Linked DNA regions of Zea mays: region 1 is linked to region 2. A link is a contact called in public Hi-C data. All regions are on one chromosome and are shown on one strand. Each heading gives the region's core, a stretch centred on a gene start, on an enhancer-like site or on the middle of the called end of the contact. The rest is flanking DNA. Distances are from core to core; before and after follow the strand shown. Region 1 holds the start of LOC103640763 (endonuclease III homolog 1, chloroplastic). Region 2 holds the start of LOC100127514 (ZCN3 protein).

Evidence for each region. A called contact is a pair of places that touch in the nucleus more often than the background predicts.
Region 1: a contact with region 2 is called in a Hi-C map of endosperm, with 1.9 times the contacts expected there. The contact joins the promoter of LOC103640763 here to the promoter of LOC100127514 in region 2. A contact is called at or near these places in 3 of 25 Hi-C or Micro-C datasets (ear, endosperm and tassel).

The regions. Positions count from the first base shown.
Region 1 is chr10:5,331,439-5,336,429 of Zm-B73-REFERENCE-NAM-5.0, reverse strand. It overlaps LOC103640763 (endonuclease III homolog 1, chloroplastic), which reads right to left and starts at 3,458. Exons shown (of 11, transcript XM_020545593.2): 1 at 3,146-3,458; 2 at 2,512-2,639; 3 at 2,194-2,269; 4 at 1,968-2,009; 5 at 931-1,049; 6 at 424-490; 7 at 106-197. The coding sequence starts at 3,254. It overlaps LOC100273126 (diaminopimelate decarboxylase), which reads right to left. Exons shown (of 8, transcript NM_001147573.1): 8 at 4,416-4,776. The coding sequence ends at 4,690.
Region 2 is chr10:5,030,121-5,035,161 of Zm-B73-REFERENCE-NAM-5.0, reverse strand. LOC100127514 (ZCN3 protein) reads left to right here and starts at 2,640. Exons shown (of 4, transcript NM_001112771.1): 1 at 2,640-2,904; 2 at 2,996-3,057; 3 at 3,197-3,237; 4 at 3,321-3,742. The coding sequence starts at 2,704. The coding sequence ends at 3,538. LOC103640761 (pentatricopeptide repeat-containing protein At1g22960, mitochondrial) reads left to right here. Exons shown (of 2, transcript XM_008664247.3): 2 at 1-233.

The DNA of each region.
Region 1 (4,991 bases), core at 2,209-4,708, 300 kb before region 2:
CTGCACCAGACCTGCCCTTCTTTTTTTGGTGCGTACAGTCCAGTAATTATTAACTTAAGAACAATGTAAGCATATCCTAATAGAGTGCAAACCTTTGCAACTTACAGGTTTGATAAGATTCGCAAGCGTGGTCTCATCAGTCCTCACTATAGCATCCGGATCAAGTAAACCGTTTTCAGAGAGGCGTTCCACAGCAGCTGAAAAGAATTGACTCCAAAATGCAATCAGCAAATTTCTAAAGGACAACTATTTAGTACAAACACATCAGCGAATCTCATGACAAGGCTAATTTTTCCTGAATTTCATATGACAGAACAAAAAAACTCTTGAGTTTCCAAAGTAACAATAGATACTTCAGTGGTTGGAGAATTCTCAACAAGAAGGCATAACCAATTCTGGACAGAGGAAATTTTGAAGACATACCATGTGTAACTTCATCTTTTGTCTGGCTTGACATCATAGTTGATATCAGAACTGCAAATCTTCTTTCCTGTCCAGGAATAGGAAGAGAAGTATTGATTACAACTGGACCTAAACTCTTTATAAACAGAACCCAAACGCACAATTATTTCCAGAGAAAAAAGGCATAAGTATTATAAAGCAGCAAATAAGTGAAGAGACACAAATGTGGAAAATTTCCAATCAATTTGGCACAAAATTAATGTACAGATTGTTTTATTTCTAGACTCTACACAGGAAAATACAAACATCATTTTCATATTGTAATACAACACAAGGAAATTAGCCAACTAGGTGAGTTGCATAACCCCGAAGCCACCTATGTAAGGCCAACCAAAGAGCTCCGCCTTTTTCTCTTTATATTTCCTTTTTAAATGGCAACGGTAGGAACTAAACTTGGAACAGGTCATACCAACAAGGCTCTAACATAAAATTGTAAAGGTGAAAAGACTATTTTGTGGCAAAAACTACCTTGGGTGGAAGGAGAGAACCAGCTTTTTCACAGCCCTTCGTATCTACGGGGGCTTCACCAGATAACCTCATGCTTTTAATGCCTCCAAGAACTGCCTCCCAGTTATCTGGAGCTCCAACTGCGCAAATGACTACTTTGGGTTTCTTATCGTACATGGACATAAGAAAGATACCAATCAAATGAAAGATATGAATGCTTAATAAGAAGTCAACAAACCTGGACCTAATGCACTTATTTTTCATGGTGCAACAGTGAAGAATTTAGGTTGAAAAAATGCACAGATGTGCAGAATGAAGAACTAAGATTCATATAAGTTTTTAATCAGTGACTATAATGAGCCCGTCTTTTTGGCTAACATTAAAAAAAGGGCAGCGCGGTGCATGTGCTCCCACTTGCGCGGGTCCGGGGAAGGGTCGGACCAGTTTGTGTTTATAGTACTCAGTCTTTTCGTGCATTTGCAAGAGAAGAGGCGGTTTTCATGACTCGAACCAGTGACCACCTAGTCACAGGGCAGCAGTTTTACCACTGCGCTAAGGCTTTTTGGCTACCATTACAATTAGAGGAACCAAGAACAATGCAATCTAATTCCAAACAACAGCAACAACAACAAAGTCTTTTGGTCCCAAACAAGTTGGGGTAGGCTAGAATTACAACAGAAGCCACAAGTCAAGATTTAGGCACGTGTATAGCTGTTTTCCATGCAATCTAATTTCAAACATAATTAAAAAAAATGAGCTTACAAATGATAGTTATGTATGGGAAACTGAAAATGCCACAGCATATCCTGACCATGTAAGATCCCACTTGTGGTTGTGGCAAGATTGATCACATGCTAGCAGAAAAAAAGTTCCAATCCAGTGACTTCATCTTAGTAGTAAGTTAGTAACACAAAGCCCAAAACTTAAATGAAGCATTGCTGACGTCAATAGGTATAGGCTTGCAAAAAAAAACGAAACATGGCATAACAACAAAAGCAGCATGGTAAACGTATATGCAATAACTTATCTCTTCAAGTAGCCTTCCGATTTATGCATACCTTTTATAACTGAAGAAACTCCAACCTTTTTCTCCACCTTGACTGAAGAAGGGAAGTGTTAGTTTTTTTTACAAGACATGGCAGAAACGTGAACAAGATTGTAATATGGCACATAGAGACTTGCTAGCAGATTATCCAGGTGAAAGATACTTGCACACTGGTTATGAAACATCTGGCTAAATAGGAAACTGAAAAAGATTATCTGATCGGCACCAGCGGTTCTTACCCAAAGATGTTGTTGCCTTACTTGACGATGTCAATGTTTTGGCCTTTTCGTATATAAAATCCTCAATGTCAGGGACCTGCATATGAATAGGAAATTTTTGTATTAAGGAAAGCATAAAACCAAGTACTAAGGTACCATGAGTGAATAAATGTAGCTAGATACAAAAGAAACACTCGCTGCACTACACCAAAGAGCAAGGGTTCAATAAGCAAGCAGTTTAAATCAAGGGTACAGAGCGTAAGGAAAGGAAAAAAAATGAGAAACACATGGAACTTGCTTCTGTTCATAAAAAAGCCATTCTGTTCAGTCAGCAGGCACCTGCTTCTTATGATGCTGCCCATTTACTTCAAGTTCTCGCTTCACCCTTCTCCGCTTAACAGAGACAGTTGCTTCGGGCTTGGGAGTGTCCAAAGAAACACTGGATTCACGTTTGATTTCTCGTGCAACTGAAAAGGCATGAAACTTGTACTTTATTGACAAAAAAGAATGAAAAGTATACCAAAAATGTTGGGAGGAAAATGTCAGGCATAGGTACTGATCTACTGATACTCAGGACGGGGGTTTCTTAACAGAGTAGGGAGATTAAGTTCACAATTGAAGTTGGAACAAAATTCTAAAAAGTTGAACTCAGAAGCGTCGGTCCTACACTCCCACTCGTCTCGTTCAATCCGCAGAGACAAAAGAAATGGTAGCGAGCGGAAATTCTGTTCTCGTCAAACTAAATCCGTGTATCTTGGCCATGCATACAGCAGATGATCAGTTAGTGTGGGGCATCATGAAGGCATTCACCACCTGACATTAGTAGTACAACGAAATTTGATCCTCTGGAGCAACTGGTGAAGTAAATAGCACAACAAGGCAGAGCGGAACTTGCTACTTAGCAAAGGAGCACTAAAAAGGGGAGAAAGATACGCGGAGACGAAAGGGGCAGAAAAGCGGGCTTTCACTTCACCTGGGCTGTTGTCAGCGCGGACCAGCAGCCTGGAGGCGGAGGCGGAACGGGTGCTGGGCATGGCGGTCGGCAAGAGGCGAATGCGGGAGATGAGAAGGGCAAGGTGCATCTGCTCCCGCGCCGCTGCGCTGGGGTTTTAGCGACGAGGTCCTGTCCTGTTCATCTTTTTCCTCTCTCCCTCCCTGTTCATCTTTTTTTCGTTCATTCGCGTTTTTGAAAAACAATACAGTTGCGTTGCTTGTGGCTCTGAAGCCTACTGCGTGGCTCTTCACGCACCAGGATTAAATTAAATCATAGCTTTAAAGCCTTTATCAATCAATATTTATATTAACCAGAAAACACAAAGCTTGCAAACGAATCCGTTTTACAATGGAAAAAAAGGTTCATTTGAATTTAATTCATACCGGTTTCTACCATTTCTTCTAGTGTTTGCCTTTAATTCATACCGATTTCTACTTTTTATTCTACAGTGTTTTATCTCTATATATTAGAGCTTCATCCGCTTTAATCCAAAGAGTGTTTTTATAGTTTATACTAGAGAGTACATTTGTATCTATGTGCGAAACGACGAAAGAAAGATGCAAGGCCCAAAGAGCTCTATAGTAGTGCCCGGGAATGGGGTCGTAGAGCCGGTAACCCACTCTGTTTAGTATTTTGATTTCATTCAAGGTGTTGCTCTGTCAAATCGAGATTATATGGGTGTTCAGTCTACCATTCATGTTCACGTTCGACAAATCTAAATCTAAGAGGTGCTCCTAGACTGGACGACTTTCCAAAGAGTGTTTTATCTCTATGTATTACAGAGACATTCAAACAACTGTCTTTAATCTAAAACAAATATTTATTCTATAGTGTTTTATCTCTATATATTAGAGCTTCATCCGCTTTAATCCAAAGAGTGTTTTATCTCTATGTATTAGAGCTACATTCAAACAACCGTCTTTAATCCAAAACAAATCTGTCTTTTACTGCTACTCCATTTATACCGACGATGGAGCCTGTTACCTTGATAAATACTACTTTCGTTCCGATTTATAATTGTTTTGACTTTTTACTAAATTTGACCAAACCGTTTATTCGATTTTTTACGAAAAAAAAATACAAAGACATCATTATACTATATGCAGCAATAGTAAACCTACAACAGATTATCACAGCAATAGTAAACCTGCAACAGATTATCACAGCAATAGTAAACCTACAAGGCTACAACAGATTTTGGTATCACACATACGGCAGCCCAGGGGACAGATTTGGTTCGCAGGCATGTCTCACCAGGTGAAACCGTCAGTTCCCAACCAAATCACGCTCAGGCGGTTACAGGCTAGCCAGGCATCCTACAGCTGGGTTACAACCAAATAGCAATTGAGGACGAACTTGGTGACGAAACTAACAGAAATGAAAAGGAAGTTGAGGATGCACCAACTAGCTATCCAGTATCCAGTAACATTACATAACCACAAGAAAGCAAAAATGAGCTTGACAAAGAAAATCCAATTATCCCCAAGAAAACATCGTCCGTAGCAGTCGCAGATAATAAACATCTAAGCAGGAAGACCATCAAAGAACTTCATGTAGTCATCAAGCTTCTCTCCATGCCTGATCTTAACGATCGAACCGTCCGCTTCCACCTGCAAAGGGGACAATAAACCATATTGGTTAAATGACCAATGAAGAAAACTGATAAAAAGACGAGAGGCAACAAATGGGGAACGGGGGCATCCCCAAAGTCTCAATTCCACACGGTTACAGTCTACCACATGCAAGCTTTATGTGTTTTCATATTCAAGTTGGTCTCGATTGTTAACATGCGCAACTCTAAGAAAACATTGGTTGGCAATAGTTA
Region 2 (5,041 bases), core at 1,391-3,890:
TTACCCAACTAGCTCTGTTAGTAAAATGGCCATAGGCCATTGCGACTGAGCTTTCTTCAATTATTTGTAGGATTTCTCTTGGTAAGAACATACCAAGGTTTTTTTTTGTAACTAATAATTCTTGTATCATCATCAATTTTGCCATAAACATAAGCCATAGTATATTGACTTGTCAGAAATGTAACTTTATTAGTATTGATTGAATCATTTAGCGAGAATATTATTCATTTAAAAAATCCAGCTCTGTCCCAACTGTTATTGACATGAACAAATCTTTACCAATTTTGACTTTCATCCCACATCAGAATTTGTTGTTTCACTTGTGTTAAAACTTCGGAGCTCCAGAGAAGTTAGCAAGAGGTTGGATATGAGGTGTAAACCTGTAGCTGAATATATGTACGTCATGGTACTTTGTATTGGTTAACGATCTTACCAAATAGAAGTAGAAGTGGAAAGTGTATGGCCTGTATGCAAGTGAGTTTTGACAGCATGCATAATATCAGAATCATGGACGAGCTGATACATCACATGATATGCTTCTACTCATATGAAGGCTTCAATGGTACATTGGTACGAATGCCTAACATAGTTAGGTATGCTATTGTCTAATGCAGTTTCACTCATTTGATTTGATCAGTTGTGAGCTTTACTTTCTTCTATGGTGGTTGCTGATATTTGAATTTTTTTTTTATTGATAGACTAACTGTAGAAATGAGGCATGCACATACAATACTATTAATCATCTATTCGTCTTATCAATTTCTCAGACCATAAATTTTAAGAAAATACTGAGAGAACGCTCATGTACTGACGAGGGGATGGATCAACTTCACTGCTGTGGATAAAGAGAGAGTGGCGCTGCCTGTTGCGTGCAGTACACAGTCGTAGTGATCCCTGACTCCCGAGTCGGCGTCGGCAAACTGGCACGGCTGCTGCTGGTGCATGCCGCCGACGGGGCAAACTGGCACGCACGCATCAAAGGTGCTTAGCACGGGTGGATTACGCAGAGGCGTGCTCTCGGTGCACCACGGTCCCCGGCTCCATGGCAAGTGCAAGTGGGTACTGGGGAGAATCCAACAAGCATCCTACATGCCAATGGGCAAGAAAAACTGGGAGGTCATTTCCTTCTCGGTGCACGCTGACGGCGAGAACGCACTGAACCCTGACTTGGCTCACCTTCCAAGTTGGTACTACTGCTTGGTCGGCAACAACAATAATATCAATAATAATAACAACAACAACAACAACAACAATAATACTAATAATAATAATAAAAGAAGCAGCGTATGCATGAAACCCCTGAGCCAGTCAGTTTTCGTAGGAAATCTCGTGGCGTTGACTGCCCAAATCCCACACAGAAACGCCCATAATAGCAGCTTTCGACAAGTGTTATCGTACGTAGTGTGCTTGGACTCTGCCTCGTGCTCAATCATGCGCGGACACCTTGATCCATGGAGAGATCCGCTGCAGCCTGCATCGTGGCCTTCCTCCCCTCTAAATTCTTGATGCCATGATCCTCCCTGTCACTCAGGTTGGTTACTTACCACTCATCTCACCTGCGTGTTCGGGGACAAAAGGCTCGGTTGGACGGCTCCTTTTAGCCGAGGTGTCGGGCAGCAGCTTATGACAGCAACCGAGAAACATCGCCATCTGCCCATCTGCATGGAGGTGAGAGTCATTATTCTGCTAAACTAGTCCAATATATATATAACAGACCTGTTGAGATTTACCTACCAATGGTGCAATTATAGGAGCTCGCCATTGGTTGGAGCAACTACCAGGTTCCACTACCCTAGCTAGCTTGGCTCCACCACTTATGGAAAACCATAAAGATTTTTTGAACGCCTCGACCAAGAAGCCCAAGAACCTCATACCCGAGTCGACAGTCGACATCTCTGCAGCGTTGCTTGAACAAATAAGGGGGTGTTTAAATGCACTAGAACTAATAGTTAATGGCTAAAATTAGTTGGATACATCAAACACCTTAGTTAATAGTTCAACTATTACCTATTTTAGTAAATTAGTTAATAGTTAGCTAGCTAATTCCACTAGCAATTTTTTAGCCAACAGCTCTAGTACATTTAAACACCCCCTAAATCAGCAAAGGCGAACATCTGAGGGCTGAGAGGCTTCCGTGAGGACAGTGCTGCATCTTGTCTCCTAGGCCATGAAAAAGATAAATCAGCATTAGGAAGCAGGAGGGCAAGAATATAGGCAGTTTAAGTAAGCATCAAATCAAGCATGCCGAATAGAATTGGTAGTTTCACTGAAAACCAAATTCTAAAGAACCGTATTCATCCCCCTCCCCCCCCCCCCCCCCCCCCCCATTTAGATCCAGAAAAAAGCCACACTTCCTAATTAGACCTTTGGTCATCTAGATGTTTTTTTTCCACAGTAAGGTGTTTCCACACTTCCTAATTAATCCTTCGTTGGCTTTCTTGGAAAAAAGCGGTACAAGCTTCCTGTTGCCACTTCAGCTGCATCCACACCATACCCAACTAAAAGACACCCATGCCTCCTATCCTCTTTTTACATCCTACACTCAGCAGCAGGCCAGTAGCCTCATAACCGCTATAAATAGAGAGGCTTGTCCTCTACCAATGCCCAATAACCAGCTCACAGTGTCATTGAGTGCATTCGCTTGCTCTGTTCAGTCAGAGCGAGCGATTCACATGTGAAACATAAGTACCTGTCCCTCCAACCATGTCCAGGTCTGTGGAGCCTCTCATAGTCGGGCGGGTGATCGGAGAAGTCCTCGACTCCTTCAACCCGTGTGTGAAGATGATAGTGACCTACAACTCCAACAAACTCGTGTTCAATGGCCATGAGATCTACCCATCAGCTGTTGTGTCCAAACCAAGGGTGGCGGTTCAAGGGGGCGATTTGCGGTCTTTCTTCACATTGGTTAGCAGTCAGATGCTCCATCGTTGACAAATGTTCTACAAGTACTACTACCACTTCTTCCTCCCTGATGGCCATGGTCATCAAATTTCAGGTTATGACAGACCCAGATGTTCCAGGACCAAGTGATCCATACCTAAGGGAGCACCTTCATTGGTAATGTTCAGCATTTCTTACCTTAGTAGGGATGCCAAGTAGCATATGATGATAGCACCATATCTTTCATATACAGAAAATTCCGTGATTTCTAGCACTTCAGAGTAATGTGGCTAAAAGGCAGCCTTTACATTTGCAGGATCGTGACTGATATACCTGGGACAACAGATGCCTCCTTCGGTAGGTTCTGCTGATTCAGGCTTAGCCTATTCCATGTTCTAGTTCTTCTTTGAATTAATAACCATTCATCTTCCAAATTTCAGGGCGACAGATCATAAGCTACGAGAGCCCAAGACCTAGCATTGGTATCCACAGGTTCATTTTTGTGCTCTTCAAGCAGCAGGGTAGGCAAAATGTAACTGTGCCATCCTTCAGAGATCATTTCAACACCCGGCAGTTCGCTGAGGAAAATGACCTTGGCCTCCCTGTAGCTGCCGTCTACTTCAATGCACAGAGAGAAACTGCTGCTAGGAGACGCTGAAAATCCCAGCTCTTATTGCCTACCTGACGATAATAAGGGCCTTCTGATCTTCTTTCTAGGAAGTCGATGAACTTATTCTACATTAAATTCTCCTGAGCACTACCTTATAAATAAACCAGATGTATTTTGCGGATTGTGTTAGTACTAGAATGTTTTGTAAGTAGGAAGAATGAGAACTATGAATGATCCATGCTTGTGGTACAATTTCATGTGTAAGACCTCTATCACTGAAAGCCAGAAATCAGGGTTGGGGGACATCCCTCAGGCTTTGTTTGGGTACTTTCATTTACACATCAATCCATCTCAATACATGTGGATTAAAATGAATACTAAAGTATTCAAACAAGGCCTCACAACAGGATGTAGAATAAGTTCAGGTAGTAAATACTTTAGAACCTGATATAAGAATTTTAGAACTATTAAGAAATTATCACATAATTGATATAGACATACAAAAATATGCGAAAAAAATGTCCGCCCAATTTGAAGATTAACACCCAGCATAAAATAACTGTTCACATTTTAGACTTCTAACTTATCTTACGAATTCACAAATGTATGGTGCAAACTTTCAAACAATCGGTATTCATGTCTCTCCTGATGAAAGTATGTTCAACAGGTAAAATGTTTTATATTTTCATATATGATAACGAAAGCAAACCAACCAGAGCCTCATTTGGCAGTATGATTGGACTGCTCCTCAGTAACCATTGACATTTCCTCGAACACGCACCCATTGACATTGAGTGGCCACAGCTGCAAGATGACAAAGGAAGCACTAGATACAATTAGGACGAAATCTTATCATAGGTGACAACTGACAACGAGTATCAGTCAAAGATAAAAGTTACACTACATATCATCACACTTCTATATATTTTTTATTACGAAATGCTTTAAATAATATGTTTTATGAAGTCCATCATTTTATAATGACAGTTTGAATGATGCAAGAAAATTCTCTTCCCAAGATAGCCAGATAGGCCATATCATACAGGTCTGTTTCCTTTCCATTCCTTTTTCCCTTTGCTGTGATTACTGCAGGAATGTCACACAGCTATATATCATAACCATGGTAGGCAATTTTGTCCTTTCTGAAGTCTAGGTCCATTGCAGATTTCAACGATAATAGACAACTTTGTCTTTGTGAACCCTATAGGTTCCTTCTATAGTTCTAGATTGTCAACCTTCGGTTGCTTGGTTTTGCTCAAGGAAACGTAGAACATACACATCTGATTCAGCCCACTTTTATCACGGATAAAACAACTCAACTTTTTTATTGCGCGAGGTAAATCAATAATCCACTCAACTTGAGTAAATCAACGGTAGGTGCTTTGAAGAGATGTTATCAAATACGTCACGGAAATATCAGATATCTACCGGATTATTAGGAGATAATCAATGCAAAACTAGCAGGTGTGGCCACGGGAGACAAGGATATGGCCGAGGGGTGGACCCAGTAAAGGGAGATGGAGATGCGTATCTACAGTTCTACACCCGATT